Linked DNA regions of Mus musculus: region 1 is linked to region 2. Evidence: chromatin contacts called from public Hi-C data. All regions are on one chromosome and are shown on one strand. The core of a region is the stretch at or near the end of the contact, and the rest is flanking DNA. Distances in the headings are between cores, read along the strand shown. Region 1 holds the start of Virma (vir like m6A methyltransferase associated). Region 2 holds the start of Plag1 (pleiomorphic adenoma gene 1).

What was found. Hi-C and Micro-C count contacts between places; a contact is called where the count stands out from the background.
Region 1: a contact with region 2 is called in a Hi-C map of CD8 T cells, with 4 times the contacts expected there. The contact joins the promoter of Virma here to the promoter of Plag1 in region 2. A contact is called at or near these places in 2 of 484 Hi-C or Micro-C datasets (CD4 T cells and CD8 T cells).

The regions. Positions count from the first base shown.
Region 1 is chr4:11,483,885-11,491,204 of GRCm38.p6, reverse strand. Virma (vir like m6A methyltransferase associated) reads right to left here and starts at 5,247. Exons shown (of 24, transcript NM_001347055.1): 1 at 5,100-5,247. The coding sequence starts at 5,162.
Region 2 is chr4:3,935,662-3,942,705 of GRCm38.p6, reverse strand. It overlaps Plag1 (pleiomorphic adenoma gene 1), which reads left to right and starts at 4,301. Exons shown (of 6, transcript NM_019969.3): 1 at 4,301-4,492. Chchd7 (coiled-coil-helix-coiled-coil-helix domain containing 7) reads right to left here and starts at 3,818. Exons shown (of 5, transcript NM_181391.4): 1 at 3,575-3,818; 2 at 3,180-3,327; 3 at 1,395-1,460. The coding sequence starts at 1,448.

The DNA.
Region 1 (7,320 bases), core at 3,998-6,497, 7.5 Mb before region 2:
AGTACACAGATAATAAATACAATTATCATTTAAAGCCACAGGATGTCCATGTGACAGGGATAACAGACTGACTTTTTACTGAATACTCTCTGCACCTTTTACATGTGTACCTCATGCATGTGTTATCTAGTTAAACCACAAAGCAATGCTTCTTTAAATGACGCTCACCTTCATGCAGGTTTACTGTAACTCACTGTTGGATAAAAAAGAAACCACAAACCAGTACTAGGACATTAATATAAAAGGACATACATTCAAACATAACTATATGTACTGGAGATTTGGGAAATATTAATATAAAGAAAGCTGTTATTGAACTAGAAAATAGAGTACATACTAATTATAATAATTGGAGGGGGTCAGATAAAAGAAATTAACTCACATCAAAATACATTAGCTTTCCACTCATTTTCCAAATAGTCTGTGTAAATCTTACTTTAAACAATTTTTCTAAAATATATTGCATTCATGCTAGAGTTTTATCTTGCTTTTATTTGTATTTATTTGTCTATTTGAAATTGTGTGTAATGTAGCCCAAGCTGGTCACAACCTGTCTTTACAGCTAAAATTAATTTTAAAACTCCCGACCCTAATGCCTCCACCTCCTGAATGCTAGGCTCACTGGCACAGGCACCATGCTCAGCTGACCTTGTAGTTTGATTTGTAATACTGTTTTATTCTTTTATTGGAACATCATTTATTTTCTAGTGATCAATCTTGTTAGTCTGAAATCAATAAACCAGACTTAAAAGCACGTAACTGTTTATGTGACGATCGACTGCTGCAAGATAAAGGAGACAGAAAGAAGAGAGAGTTAATGAAGACTAGATCTATGAAAGGGTATGCTTTTTCTCTATCTTACAATTTTTGGTTTTTTTCTTTTCTCTTTTCCTTTTCATTTAAGTGTGTGTGTGTGTGATGTGTGCACCCAGATGCCATGCACATGGATGTAAAGAACAACTCTGGGGAGTCAGTTCTCTCCTTCCCCCTTTCCACGGTTCCAGAGCTGAACCCGTAAAGCTTGGCTGCCAAGTGCTTTTTATCCACTGAGTCATTTGCTCACTCCATCTTCTAAGTTTTCTAGAATGAAATTTACATGTGCAGTGCCAAGGGAAGCCAAAGGAAGCCAAAGGAAGGCACTAGATTCCTTGGAGCTAAAGTCACAAGCCATTGGAGGCTGCCTGCTGTCAGTGCTAAGAACCAAACTTAAGTCCCTCTGCAAGAGCAACAAGTGTTCTTAATCACTGAGCCATGTCCGGAGCCCTAAAGATTGCCTGACTGATTAACTGGTTGATTATTTGTAACTACATATATCTGTGTGTGTTGAGGGGAGTAGGTGCAGGTGATTCCAGGCACCCAGAACTGACCCTGGGTCCTGTGCAAGAACAGTACACACTTTTTCCCCCTAAGGTTTACTTTAGTTTTAATCATGTATGTTTGCACACATATGGCCATGGGGTAGGATCCCATGGAGCTGGAATTACAGCTGTGCACCTCCTGATACGGGTACTAGAAACAAAATCAGGTCCTCTGTAAGACTAACAGGTGTGCTTAACCACTGAATCATCTCTCCAGCCCCATTTTTAAAGGAATCGCAATACAAAGGGGTTTTTTTACCTTTAAATATTTATCTTATGTATCTGTATATTGCCCGCGTATATGTATGTACATCACATTCGTGGTACTGCACACATGCTGGTGCCTGAAGAGGTCAGAAGGGGGCATTTCAGCCCCCGAAACTGGAGTTACACAGCTGTGTAATCCCGGAACCTCTGCAAAAATAGCAAATGCTCTAAACTGCTGAGCCTTCTCTCCAGCCATTCAAACTACCACTAGTAATTCATCTAGAGCTTCTCTCACCCCTTTTAGGGATCCTCTGCGAAAGGTTAATCAAAGGTTAACTTCCCTATAGATTACAAATGTCTTTAGAAGCAACTCAACTTTCTTGTTTCATGTTTACGAACTGCCTCTCCTCCAAGACGTGCCTTGCATGCACTTCTTCCTCCTTGGTCCCACTGCAAAACCGATGGCATCACTTTAGAGCCAGGAAAAAAAAATGTCTGGTGTTGTATTTTCTTCCTGGTTTTGTCTGGTTTGATTTTTCTTTCTTTATTCCACAGTGCCTGAATGCAAGTCAGAGGAAATCCTCTAGAGGCAGTTCTCTCCTTTGATCAGAAGCCCCAGAAACCACACTGAAGTTCTCAGGATTGGCGTCAGGGGCTTTGCTCATGCAGCCATCTCACACACCTTGTTTTTGTCTGTCTTCTATGTCGCCCAGGGAGCCATGAGCTTGTACTTCTTCTCTAGATGTCCGGAATGCAGGCATGGCTCAGAATGTCATTTTACCTTAAGGTAGCCATGTCAGTTCAAAGAAACCACCTGACCTTTTACCATTGCTTATCTATAAAATGAAAACAACTTTCAAAACTAATAGATCAGAGAAAATTCCTTCAAATAACCAAAGCACTGTCCCTAGCTCAGGAAAAGCTCCAGGGATCAATTCCATCTGCTAACTAGCTTTCACTGCACCTCACTCACCCATTCTGACTTTGCTACCCATTTTCACTGACTTTTTTATTCTATGACTGACCAATTAATCTATCTAGCTTACTAATCATATAATCCCCCTGCTCAATAACGAAAGACTTCCAACAAAGAGTCTGTACTATTCTTGAACATTTAAGGCGCTCCAAGACATGGCCTGTCAGGCATCAATTCATACAGCTGGTCTGGGCATAACCTAACAGAAGACTGACGACAGCAGCCCTCCTTTCCCACAATCAAAGAAACAGTTCCCATTTTACCAAGATCAACTTAATATGTCACTTGCGTTAATGAAATCTCCCTTGATATTCACAAAGGAATAGCCTCTCACCAAAATTCTGTACCTTTATGTTCACAAAGAGAGCTAAATAAGTATCAACTAGAGTGTCCTACATCAGACACTGAATACGGACTTTGTTTGGCTGGGAATGGTGGCACCCACCTTTAATCCTGGTTCCAGGGAGGCTGAGGTAGGTGAATCTCTGAGTTCTAAACCAGCCCTAGTTCACACTGCAAGTTAGCCCCAGTCCAAAAAAAAAAAAAAGAATTTTGTTTGGTTTTAGTGCCTTTTGTTTTGTAAACTAAGTTGGGCTTTTTGGCTTTTTTGTTTAGTTTTGCTAGACAGGGTTTCTCTGCATAGTCCTGGCTGTCCTGGAACTCACTCTATAGATTAGGCTGGCCTAGAAATCACAGAGATCCACCTGCCTCTGCCTCCCAAGTGCTGAGATTAAGGTGTGCTTTGTGATTCAGTTAATGCCATTCATCCTCTACACTCCAGTGATTAGGCATTTTGGAGATAAGACTGTAAACTTCACAGGATTCCCAGTGTACCTCTTTACACAACATATTCTAACTCGAACCAAACATTTCTATACCTCTTACAAACCCCTACTCTTCCAAGATAAAGTCAAATGGGATTTTTTTTTTCTAAACCTTCAACCACTCCCGGAGAGTATTTTTTTAACCTGCTCTGTTTTCCTAGGATCCTTAATTTTTGTCTAAGAACGAAGGATAGAAAAGCCTGAAAGAATGACAAATTGCTTGGTAGACTAGTACTAGGTATGTATGCTTCTTCCAAAAAAAATTGTTTTAAGACAGACTCTTACTATGTAACCCTGACTGTCCTGGAACTTGCTATGAGAGTTCACTGGCCTCAAACTCACAAAGATCTGCCTACCTGGGCTTCCCAAGTACTGGGATAAAAAACATTAATGCCATGCCTGGTTCTTTCTTTAAATTTTATTGTTCTCTACTTCCATAAAGATGTTTGTTCTGGTAACAATTTTGCGTTTGGCAGCCATTTTGCGTTTTCTCAAGTCTGGCTGGAATTACATAGCCCAGCAGTCACTCATTCATTTATTCAAGAAAATGCAGCCGTACTCATTTCATTACTTCATAAGAGAACATTTTAAATCTCTTCTCATTCAGATGCTTATGTTTTCCTAGGTACGGTCTAAACCCAGGACATACAACCGAGAAAGAATAGGAGACACTCTACCCTACTTTCATGTTGTCATATTAAGAGTACAGTAGGGTTGGAGAGATGGCTCAGCGGTTAAGAGCACTGACTGCTCTTCCAGGGGTCCTGAGTTCAAGTCCCAGCAACCTCATGATGGCTCACAAGGAATCTGATGCCCTCTTCTGGTGTGTCTTAAGACAGCGACAGCGTACCCACATACATAAAATAAATAAATCTTAAAAAAAAAAAAAAAAAAGAATACAGTCTTCATAGAAACAAGACAATCCCCAAAGAATGACTCTCGAAATGATTAGGTTTCCGGTGAAACAAACAAATATGAGGCTTGTTCATTTACTCTCTCTTCCTCGCAGCCGAATTTCTCTGTGGACTTCGTTATAGTTCATTTTTGCGAATCTTCGTTAATTCGCTACATTCAGTACATTCAACTTAAGAATTCCAAGGCCTTTCAGGGACGCTAAAGTAATTCTGTACACAAAACTACGCAACACCCCACCTTCGTCCCCTGAAAACAACAGACTTGCTTTCTAATGACAGTCTTTAGTCCTTCAATACTGCATGATTCGCAAGTGTCCTCCACGCAAAGGAGATTCTCGTAGATCTGTCATGTCCTAATAGGTGAATTCCTTCCCAAACTATTGAAGTGCTATGACAAATTGAGCAATGAGACCGCCGTTAGAAGAGAGATAGAAGAGGACTTAGGATCCTGGATAGTCCGTACCCTGAGGGCATCCAGAACCCGACACTACTGTCAAAAACCAGATGCCCAAGCTCACGCCTGCATCCCACCCGAAGTACACCTGAGACCAAGGACCCTCCGCAGGACTCAACGCTGACAGGACAAACTGTCAGCAGCGCGACTGACTCGACTGAAGCCGCGGGCCCCAAATCAAAGCCGAGAAAGGCAGGGCCGCCGCCCAGGGCCACCGGGCTCGCACCGGGCTGGGGGAGGGGGTGTGGACCAGAGGACCCCCGCGCGCGCGCGACTGAGGGAGGACACCGCCCGGACGGCCCCCGACTCCGCAGCAGGGGTACCGGAACTGAGGGGCCGTGTCGAAATCGGGTCGCGAGGCCTTACCTCAGCGCTCGGATGTTTAAAAGTATCTAAAAATAGCAGCTCCATAGACGAGTCCACCGCCATGTCTGCCGCGGGCGGGGGACCGGGAGATGACTTCCGGGGCAGCTCTCCAACCTCCCAGGCCGAGGCTCCAGCTAGGGGGAAAACTGCAGTACTTCCGGTAAACAGGACGCTGTCGTCTCAAGCCTCCACCAATCCCATCGCAGCTTGCTGACTTAAGCCGTAAGCCCCGCCTCCTCCAGCGCGGCGGAGGGCGCCTTCTGCGAGCCCAAAGGGGCAGGGAAAAAAAAAAAAAAAGAGGGGCGGGGACTACGGTGTTTGCAGTGGTCCAAATCCCGTGGTTCTCCGGAGTAGCGGAGCCACGACGCCTGCGAGAGGCGATGAGTTCTAGAAGATAGGAAAGTGTGCCAAATCTAGACACACGGCACCGTATGCCTCCCACGAGGCATGCTCTCCAAACAAAACCATGCAATGAGGGAATCTGAAAAGACACTGTTTTCAAAGAGAAGAAAAGAGCACACACAAGGCCAGCCAGGAGTTGAATCCCAGCTTGAGCTACATGAGACCGTGTCTCAAAAAATGAGGGAAAGGGAGAAAGAGGGAGGGAGACAACTTGTCTCAGCAAACGAAAGGAAAATTTTCTCGTTTATGAAAATGTTAAATATGATGAATAATCCCACGAGCTGATTATGAGGATTAATTCTTATAAGGTTCAAAAAGGTATATAAATGAAACGTCACGAATATAAGAGAGAGCACAAAGTCTATTTCTGGCTGACAAGCAGTCTGCCAATTCCAGCATTTAAAGGACAAAGGAAGAGTTTGAGCTTCAGACCAGCCTAGACTACTACTCCGTGAGACCCTGCCTCAAAATAAAAAGTGTGTTTGTTTTAATTTTATGAATAGTTTCTCTGTCAAGTGCTGGACACTTGAAACTATACATAGTCCTAGGGAGTGTTAAGAAGGAATTTTTCTCTATTCTGGTCCTCTCAGGAACCACCCATCAAGACACAAAGTTGTAGCAAAACAAAAGCAGATCAGCAAAAGTAGGAACAGGCCATCAGGGAGAGAGTGGGGTGGATCAGCTCAGTGCCTAGGCTATCTCCCTCTCAGGGTTTATATAACTGTCTCTTTGTCGTGCTCTGCTGAGGAGGCTTAAAATGTCTCCATTCTCCTGTATGTTTGCCAGAATTGCTTTCAACTAGACACTGTCTATTCATTTGTTAGATTTGTTCAAGGTCTTGTATTTGATCTCATGACCTTCCCTTAGGACATTTTCTTCTTTTTAAAATTGAGGTTTCGGGGGCTGGTGAGATGGCTCAGTGGGTAAGAGCACCCGACTGTTCTTCCAAAGGTCCAGAGTTCAAATACCAGCAACCACATGGTGGCTCACAACCATCCATAACGAGATCTGACGCCCTCTTCTGGAGTGTCTGAAGACAGCTACGGTGTACTTACATATAATCAATAAATAAATCTTTAAAAAAATAAAAAAAATAAAAAAAAAATAAAATTGAGGTTTCACACTGAAGGCTGAGGCCAGGATTTTACAATAGACTGGCAGGCTATCTAAACAAGGAACAGGACTCAAGCTGTCTGTGGGATTCCCCTTTTACCGACGTTTTTCATGTCTATCTTCTGCTTAACAAGACTATGTGGGGAGGGAACAGCAAGTAAACGTGCATATTCTTCTCCCTCAGCTAGGAAAAACAAAAAACAAAACCAAAGAAATACCTTTAAGTCTAAAAGTCCACTCATACTCTTGTTTTTCTCCAGTTCTGGAAATCAAACCTAGGATCTTGAGGTTAGGCAAGTACTCTAAAAGGATCTATATCCCTAACCCACAATTTTTTTAAGCCAGTTAAGTAGCCCAAGCTGATGTGAAAATTGTACATCTCCTATTTCCACCTCCCAACGTTGGGATTCCAGGGATGTGCCCTTTTTAAGAGCAGTTTTACAATAAATTTCACAGACAGTATAGAGAGATCCCATATTTTTCTTTCCCCACCCCAAGTCCCCTTCTATTAATAACTTGAAGTAAGATTGTACATATATTACAATTGATCAGCCAATATTGATATATTATAATTACTGAGTATTGTACAGTTTTGACAAATACATCATTATCGATCCAAGGATACAATCTCTCATGAAATAATTTGTAAGCTTTTCAATTCTCTCTTCTTCCTAAGAGATAGGAGTGTGTGTGTGTGCGTGCACTT
Region 2 (7,044 bases), core at 3,052-5,551:
GATCATCATTTAAAATGTAGAATGTGATCTATTAAAGACCCAAACACAAAGACTTCTGAAGCTGTTTTCCCCTGAAAAGATATCAAATGGCTTATTTTTGTGCATGGTGGTGGGAAGACTTATAAAAATAATAGCCAACTACTCCAGAAATCACTCAACTTAAAAAAGACATCTTTTTTGCCCAGTCTGGGCCAGTTTTCTAAGCATCTGATCACATGAGTTTGAGTCAAAGCCCTGATCATGGTCATTTGTTCCAGGAGCTGAAGTAAGGTATCAGGAGCTCTGAGCATGGCTACACTGCAAGCAGCAGAAACCAGCCTCCCACAGCTCAGTGCAGCTCTCCTGGCTTTCCCTAGATCTCAGTTTGACTAGATGTTTTGATCTTAACGCTTGGTTTGAGGTTCCAAGTAAATTACACAAGTAAATGATCTACATCAAGGCAACCTAAATTAACAGCACCCATCTTGGTGCACTTTTGGCTATCATTCATTCACTCCGTTATGCAAGCATACTATTACACAGGCAGCTTTAATAGTTATCATTAATGTGACTTCAAAAAGAAAGCAGCACAAGGCCATGAGTTTAAAATGAAGTAGGTACTACTGGTAATTAAACTTAAGCTGCCTGAACTAGAAGCAGATTGTACAACAAGCTTCAAAGTGAAAGGTAGGACTATGAGAAGTTATCTAAAATAAAGTTTCAAATACGCAGGGAATCTGCTTCACAGGCCTAAAAAAACTATCTTGCCTAAACAATACTTAATGCTGGAAACAGATGATATAAACCAATGGATGTATACTGTGTAATGTGTATTTTTGAAAACCCCATAAAGGATGGTGGATTAATATTCCTCATAGCAACAATATAGTATTTACATTGTATTTCTCAGGAATGGCAAAGCCACAACAAAGTGTTGCAAGCTATATCCAATTAATGTCAACAAAAACTTATTTTTGCAACACAATGCTGTCTATAAGATACCTTTGTGAAAACCATTGAGCTTAACATAAGCTAATCCTACTGTGAACCCATGACTCAAGCCAGGCTGTCTCAAAGGCAGATTAAATAATTGCTGTGATGAAAACCATTGGTTGTAAATTTGCTGTACTGTCCCATGTGTAGACTAAGGACTTTCCTTAGTGCTACATATACAAGTTTTACAGTGACAACCAAACCCTGTTTATTCCACAGTTAAGCAGAATTGAAGAACAGAGTCTTTGTTAGGCACATTTTGGTCATTTTTAAGTGTTATAGTGAAATAAAATACACTGGCCAGGAATATCTTTTTCACAGAAAAATATTTTATTCAATAACTGCTTAGGACAGATACCCACAAAATTAATATTGGTTTTTCCAAGTTAACCCTCATGACAATGAAAAGCAAAGCACCCTACCGACAAGCAAGGGTTTATGTCAGGATCTCTCAGCCGCCGAGTGACCATGGGCATCTTGTCTTCTTACTGAAGGCAGGCGACAGAAAAACAGGTCAGAAGGAAATGACCAGAAAATGTCATCAGCCCCACAAGTACTTTTAATTTAATTTACCCACAAAATTTAATTTTCAAAGTAGAAGGTACTCTATAGGAAACAATGAAACACACACAAACAAAAGTCAAGTTACTGCTTACTTAACATTCTAAAAAGCCATAGTTAAAAAAACAATGAATGAATTTTTCAATTCCCTTTCTACCTTCTATGTAGATTAATACTTTCCATGGGTTGAAGGAGGTCAGAGAATGCTACTGTGGCTCAGTAATTTTCCAATTTGAGTCTTAAAAATACAGCTTTGCAAAGGTTTTATCCATTAAAGACATCACATTACCCTAAGAGCCAATTAGCTATTGGAAGTCAAGTCATACACTTTATGAAGTCAGCCAATCAGTCATGGTCAAGTACAACTGCTCTTCAAATCCCAGTTCAAATGAAACTGTACAATTCTCTTGCAGGGGAAGAGGTTAAAAAAAAAAAAAAAAAAAAAAAAAACACAAGTCACAATTATTTGAGAAAGGGCTTCATTTATCTCAATATATCGATAAGGTATTGATGAGCCACCCACCATCTTTGAAAAAACGTCCTCTACTTAGCTTAAGGGGCTGATCTGGCTTACACACCCAAATGCTACTCTAGTTTAATCACTTTTCTACCGAAAAATCAAAGCAGATGCCAGAGAAATAAGGCAGTATGAAGTACACAACTCTACTGAATTAAAAAACAGAACAAAACAAACATGCATGGGCCTTTTCAGAGAAGTCCAACGTTTTGTATGAAATGTCACCAAAAACAATGTTAAACAAAATAATGTATATTCCAGAAAAGTAATTCAAGCCCATAAACTCTTAAGAAGTGAACATATTCTGAATCAATGGCCATCCAGTCCAACTTCTTCCATTCTGGTAAAGATCGGGATGTCTAAGCTAAAGGAGCCCAACTTTTCCCGGAGATAGAATCTGATTACTCTGAGTCCTTTAACTTTCAGTAATCACCAAATAATCATTTATGCCATGAACTTCATTGAAAATACCCAGCCAGTAGAAGCGTCTTGACAGGAAGGGCACTCAGTACAAAGTCCAACTATCTCTAGAAGCCTTTCCTCTTCGGAAGATAGTTTACAAGACTGCCTCTTCCTGAGAGAATACCAGAACTAAGAAAATCTACAGTCTTCTCTTCATGTCTCCCACAGAGCTCCGCTTGATCGTTCATGCATATAATAATCTCGACAATCTGATACGAACACAATTCACACTGCGTCCTGATCATGAGATTCTGTTGTTTCATTATCATCAGCCAGAAATTCTTTTAAAAAGTATCCACACAAAACAGGCATCAAATTTGCTGCTTCAGGCTATTCCCGTTTTACTGCTTTTTATTCTGGATACTAAATGCACTATAAACATGGTTTTCCTAATGTCACCTCCTTCGTATGAATTCCTGTGTTAACAGAAAAGGAAGAGGAAATGTCAATTTACATGGAGGAGTGTGGCTGAAGGACAAGATGGAGTGCCCTGCTAAAGAGGCCTTATCTGTTTACTTTTTGAAGGTGCAGGAGTGAACAACTGTTACAACACTGTACTACTTCCAAGATGACATTCAGAAAGAAAACCAGCCTGAGGGAAGACTGCAAACCTACAGCACATCTGAGAAATAGTGCTAAAATCTACTCTAAAGGGCAAACTGCTTACCAAAAAAGTTCCTGATTTCCCACTCTTCGCAGCTTTGATCCGCAGTGGGGGAAGGGCACGTTACTGAACAAGTCCAGGCCCCCCAGGCTTCTCAGAGTCTGGTCTGTGAGTGTTAAATCCGGAAACAGAAATACAGCACACCATAAACCTGGGTACAGAGTACCAGGGACAAAATGTCAAAGTACACATCACAGGGATCTGAGAGGTCGGAGACGAATCTCCAAGAATGTAACTCCCGGACCGCACCGCCTTCCGAGGTGCCGCGCCGCAGAATCGGACGGTGGAGGGCGGGCACAGGTAAACACCACAAAAGGGGCTGGGAAGGAAGGGGGCGGCGTAGAGCGGGGACCTGGGGAGGGCAAGGAGGGGAGTGACACAATCCGGGGTGCCCAGACCTGCATGGGGTCACCTTCCGCTGCCCCGGCCGGACGAATCGCGTGGCGTGAGTAGCGGCAGGAGCATGCCGCGCCGCGGAGGGTTTGGCGCCACGAACTAGGGTCTGCCCTCGGCGCAGTGCTGTCCCGGGCCTGCTGTCCAGGGAGGGAGGGGCCGGAGACCACTCACCACAGGCCACCACTCAGCCAGCACCCGGGCCGGCTGCAGTTCCAAACACGTCAGTGGCTCACGCAGCAGGACCTTAAGTAGCGCGCACCCCAACGTGCTGCCCCCGCGCCCCCCGTTCCAGCTTGTCCAATCCACGCACGCCGCTGCCAGATTGACAGGCGCGCGGAACTCTGTGAGGTTGGGGCGGGCTCAGTTCGCTCCGCCCCCGGGCAGCGGGAGGAGGGCTCAAGCAGGAGGAGCGGGTGGGACGGCGTGAGACCCCGCCTTCTCCCCGCCCCACCGCGCCCCCCGCCCTTCAGCATCGCTCTTACCACTTCGGCCTGATGGGCAGCCACGTCAACCAATGAGCTCATCTGGACCCGGCGGCGGCCGCTCGGACTGGCCAGGCCCTGGGCGGAGCGTGAGGAGGGCGGGCACCTCGGCGGGCGGGGGCCAGGGCGGGCCGGCGGGCGGGCGCGGGGCGGGGGCGGGGGCGGCGGCCGAGCGGGCGGGGGGGGGGGTGGGGGGGGGTAGGAGGCGGCGGTGGGCGCGACGTCGGCGGCTGCGGCGGCGGCGGCGGCGGCGGCGGCAGCTGCAAGTTGAGCTGCAGGGGCAGCGCATACACTACAATGGCTGCTGGAAAGAGGCGTAAGGAAACAATTTCCAGGCCCGCCGCGTCCAGCCCGAAATATGAGAAAAAAATTATTAGAAATTCCGCGGGCGGTGTAAAGGCGGCGGACGGGCCGGAGGGAGGATGTTAAAGCTCCGCGGTGAGTTCTCCGGGGGTCCGGGGCGGCGGGGAGGCGTTTAGCGGGAGGAATATCAGGGTTATTTAAATTATGGGACTAGCCGAGGGGGCAGAGGAGCCGCGGCGGCGGCAGGAGGAGGAAAAGTTTGTGCTACTCCCAGCCCCTGCTCAGGACCCCAGAGAGAAAAATAATAATAAAAAATCAAATAAAATCGTGCGGCGGGGCTGCAAGGACTCCCGAGGTCGCTGCTGACAGGGCAGGGGGCGACGCGACTGGGGACCCGAAGGTGAGGTCGGTGGGAAAAAAAAAACCCTTTTATTCAGGGTCTGGAAAGTTTGAAAAGTTTTCCTCCTCCTCCTCCTCCTCCTCTCTGGTGCTGTGAATATTGTGACAGCGGCAGCGGCAGCAGAGAGAGCGGAAGACATTAGAGACCCGAAAAATAAGGGAAAAATTAATATAAATTCGGTTTTGAGAGGAAACTCTCCGCGTTTTCCACCAAAACATCCCGGGGGAAGGTCGCTTCCCAGAGGGCCTGGCGGAGACCCGCGGTCGGCAATATTTGGGGGGTACTGGGAGTGACTTGGGGTAACTTTGCCCCCTTTTCCGAAGAGGTTTTTCTTTTCTGGAGAAATGCATTTGTTTTTGCCCTCCTGCCCAGGTGGGAGAGCCGAGTCGGGGTGCGGGGTCCGCGGGGCGCCGGACCCAGCCGGGTGGCGACGGGGGCGTAGGGGGAGGGGGTGCTAAATGAAAGCAGGAGATCGGGACGGAGCAGGGACAGCTTGTTGTCAGTATCATAAACAACCAAAATGGAGGGAGAACTCAGGCATATAACCAAATAAAAATTGTTAAAAAATCGCAAAAAATCCCTAAAAATCCGGGATGCGCCCCCCTTTCTCGCCAAAGGTAAAAGTGTGAACCGCCTTTCCCCTGAAGTCCATTTGGACTTTGCAGGGACCAAGGAGTTAATATTTATTTATTTTTTAAAACTTTCGAAGGGCAAAAGCCTTTTATAACTCCACCGACAATGAGAAAACGTGAAAATCCAATGCAAGAGAAGCAGGGGGAGGGAGGGGGAGGTGGTAGTGCAGAAACTACTAAACTTATTGGTAATGTGGACTGATCTGAGATAAGATAAACACTATATTTGCTATTTTATAACTCCCTTTTAATGATCTGTGAGGAGGTTGCTTTTTGGGGTAGGAAAAAAAGTGATGCCATTTTCTTAATAGAGTTAATATGTGTGATTGGAAGAATAAACCTTTCCGGCTTTAGATTGCATTTTCGTCGCATTTATGCCTCGGGTTTTGTTAGTGGCTCCCTCCTTTCTTTAAGCTGGGCTCTCCAGAGGAGGGGTGGAAAGGTGCTGTTGCCCAGAGAGACTGGAGGGCAAGACTGGCGAACCTTCTGGGGAGGGGTGGGGAGTTGTTTGGTTTCTCCCTTCCTGGCTCGTTTGCTTCACCTGTTCGCCCTCACTAAGGAATGTTGGACTGAAGTTTTCTGGTTTTATGTATATAAAAGGATGGTGCCTCTTGCATCACATTGATGTTAGTGGGAAAGTGCTGCTGATGTTGGTTCCACGTGGGATCTGGGACAGAGCAGGGCATTTTAAAGGGACAGCTTCTCTTTTCTTAGGGTTTTCATCACCTATGCAGACTTACAGAGGACCAAAGTCAGAGGTGCTGGAAGTGTGTGGTGATGGAAGAGCCTTCTCTTTCCATTACTCAAGTGCACCCCCCGTTTAGGAGTGATGGAGGGAGAGGAGGGATAAACAAGCCCAGCAGAAGATGGATGTGTGTGTGGCTTAGTTTTCATCCACGCTGTTCTTTTATGTAACAAGCCCTCCCAGAAACTTTTCATGTTACATTGCTTTGCTCTGGAAGCTGATTTTGGAAAGAATTGTGGAAAAATGGAAAAAGTTGAAGGTGTGTGGTGTAATGGTATAGCATTATTGAACACTTATGAATTCTGTGCAGTGAGATCAAAGAGCCATGTATGCCCATAATGGGGGTTTACAGCCATTTTGTAAAATACCTAATGCTCAGTTTGGCTTCAGGTACACTGAGGACTTCTGGTTGAAACTTACAGGCAAAGTGGTGGAGACTCCTTAACATTGTAAACAGTAGACATTTCTGGGGAGGCGGGAGTGGCTCTCATGAAGACCATGGAAAAGTTTATATATATATTTCAAAATTATATATAGTCCATCCTATGCATATGTTATAACTTTGCACTTTGAAAATGAAAATGCTTGGATATCCTGAAACCTATGGATTTGTATCTTTTCCGCTGAAATGATTTGTGTTTACCAGGAAATGTTTGCTAATCGTTAGCTCCTATCTGCTCTTGTGTCTGCTCTTGTGTCTTAGATGTCCGCAGTATTTTCAAAAGGTAAAATGTGTACATTGTTAACTGTACAGTATTTAAGATTACAACTAATCTGGGATGGAAACTACTTATATTCAGTTTCCACAGCCATATAGAGTTTGGGAAATAAATCTCTATTTTGCTTTGTTTTTACAATTTATAGAAATGGACCAAAGTAAGAACTGAGTTTTTAGACTTCTTAGGTAGTG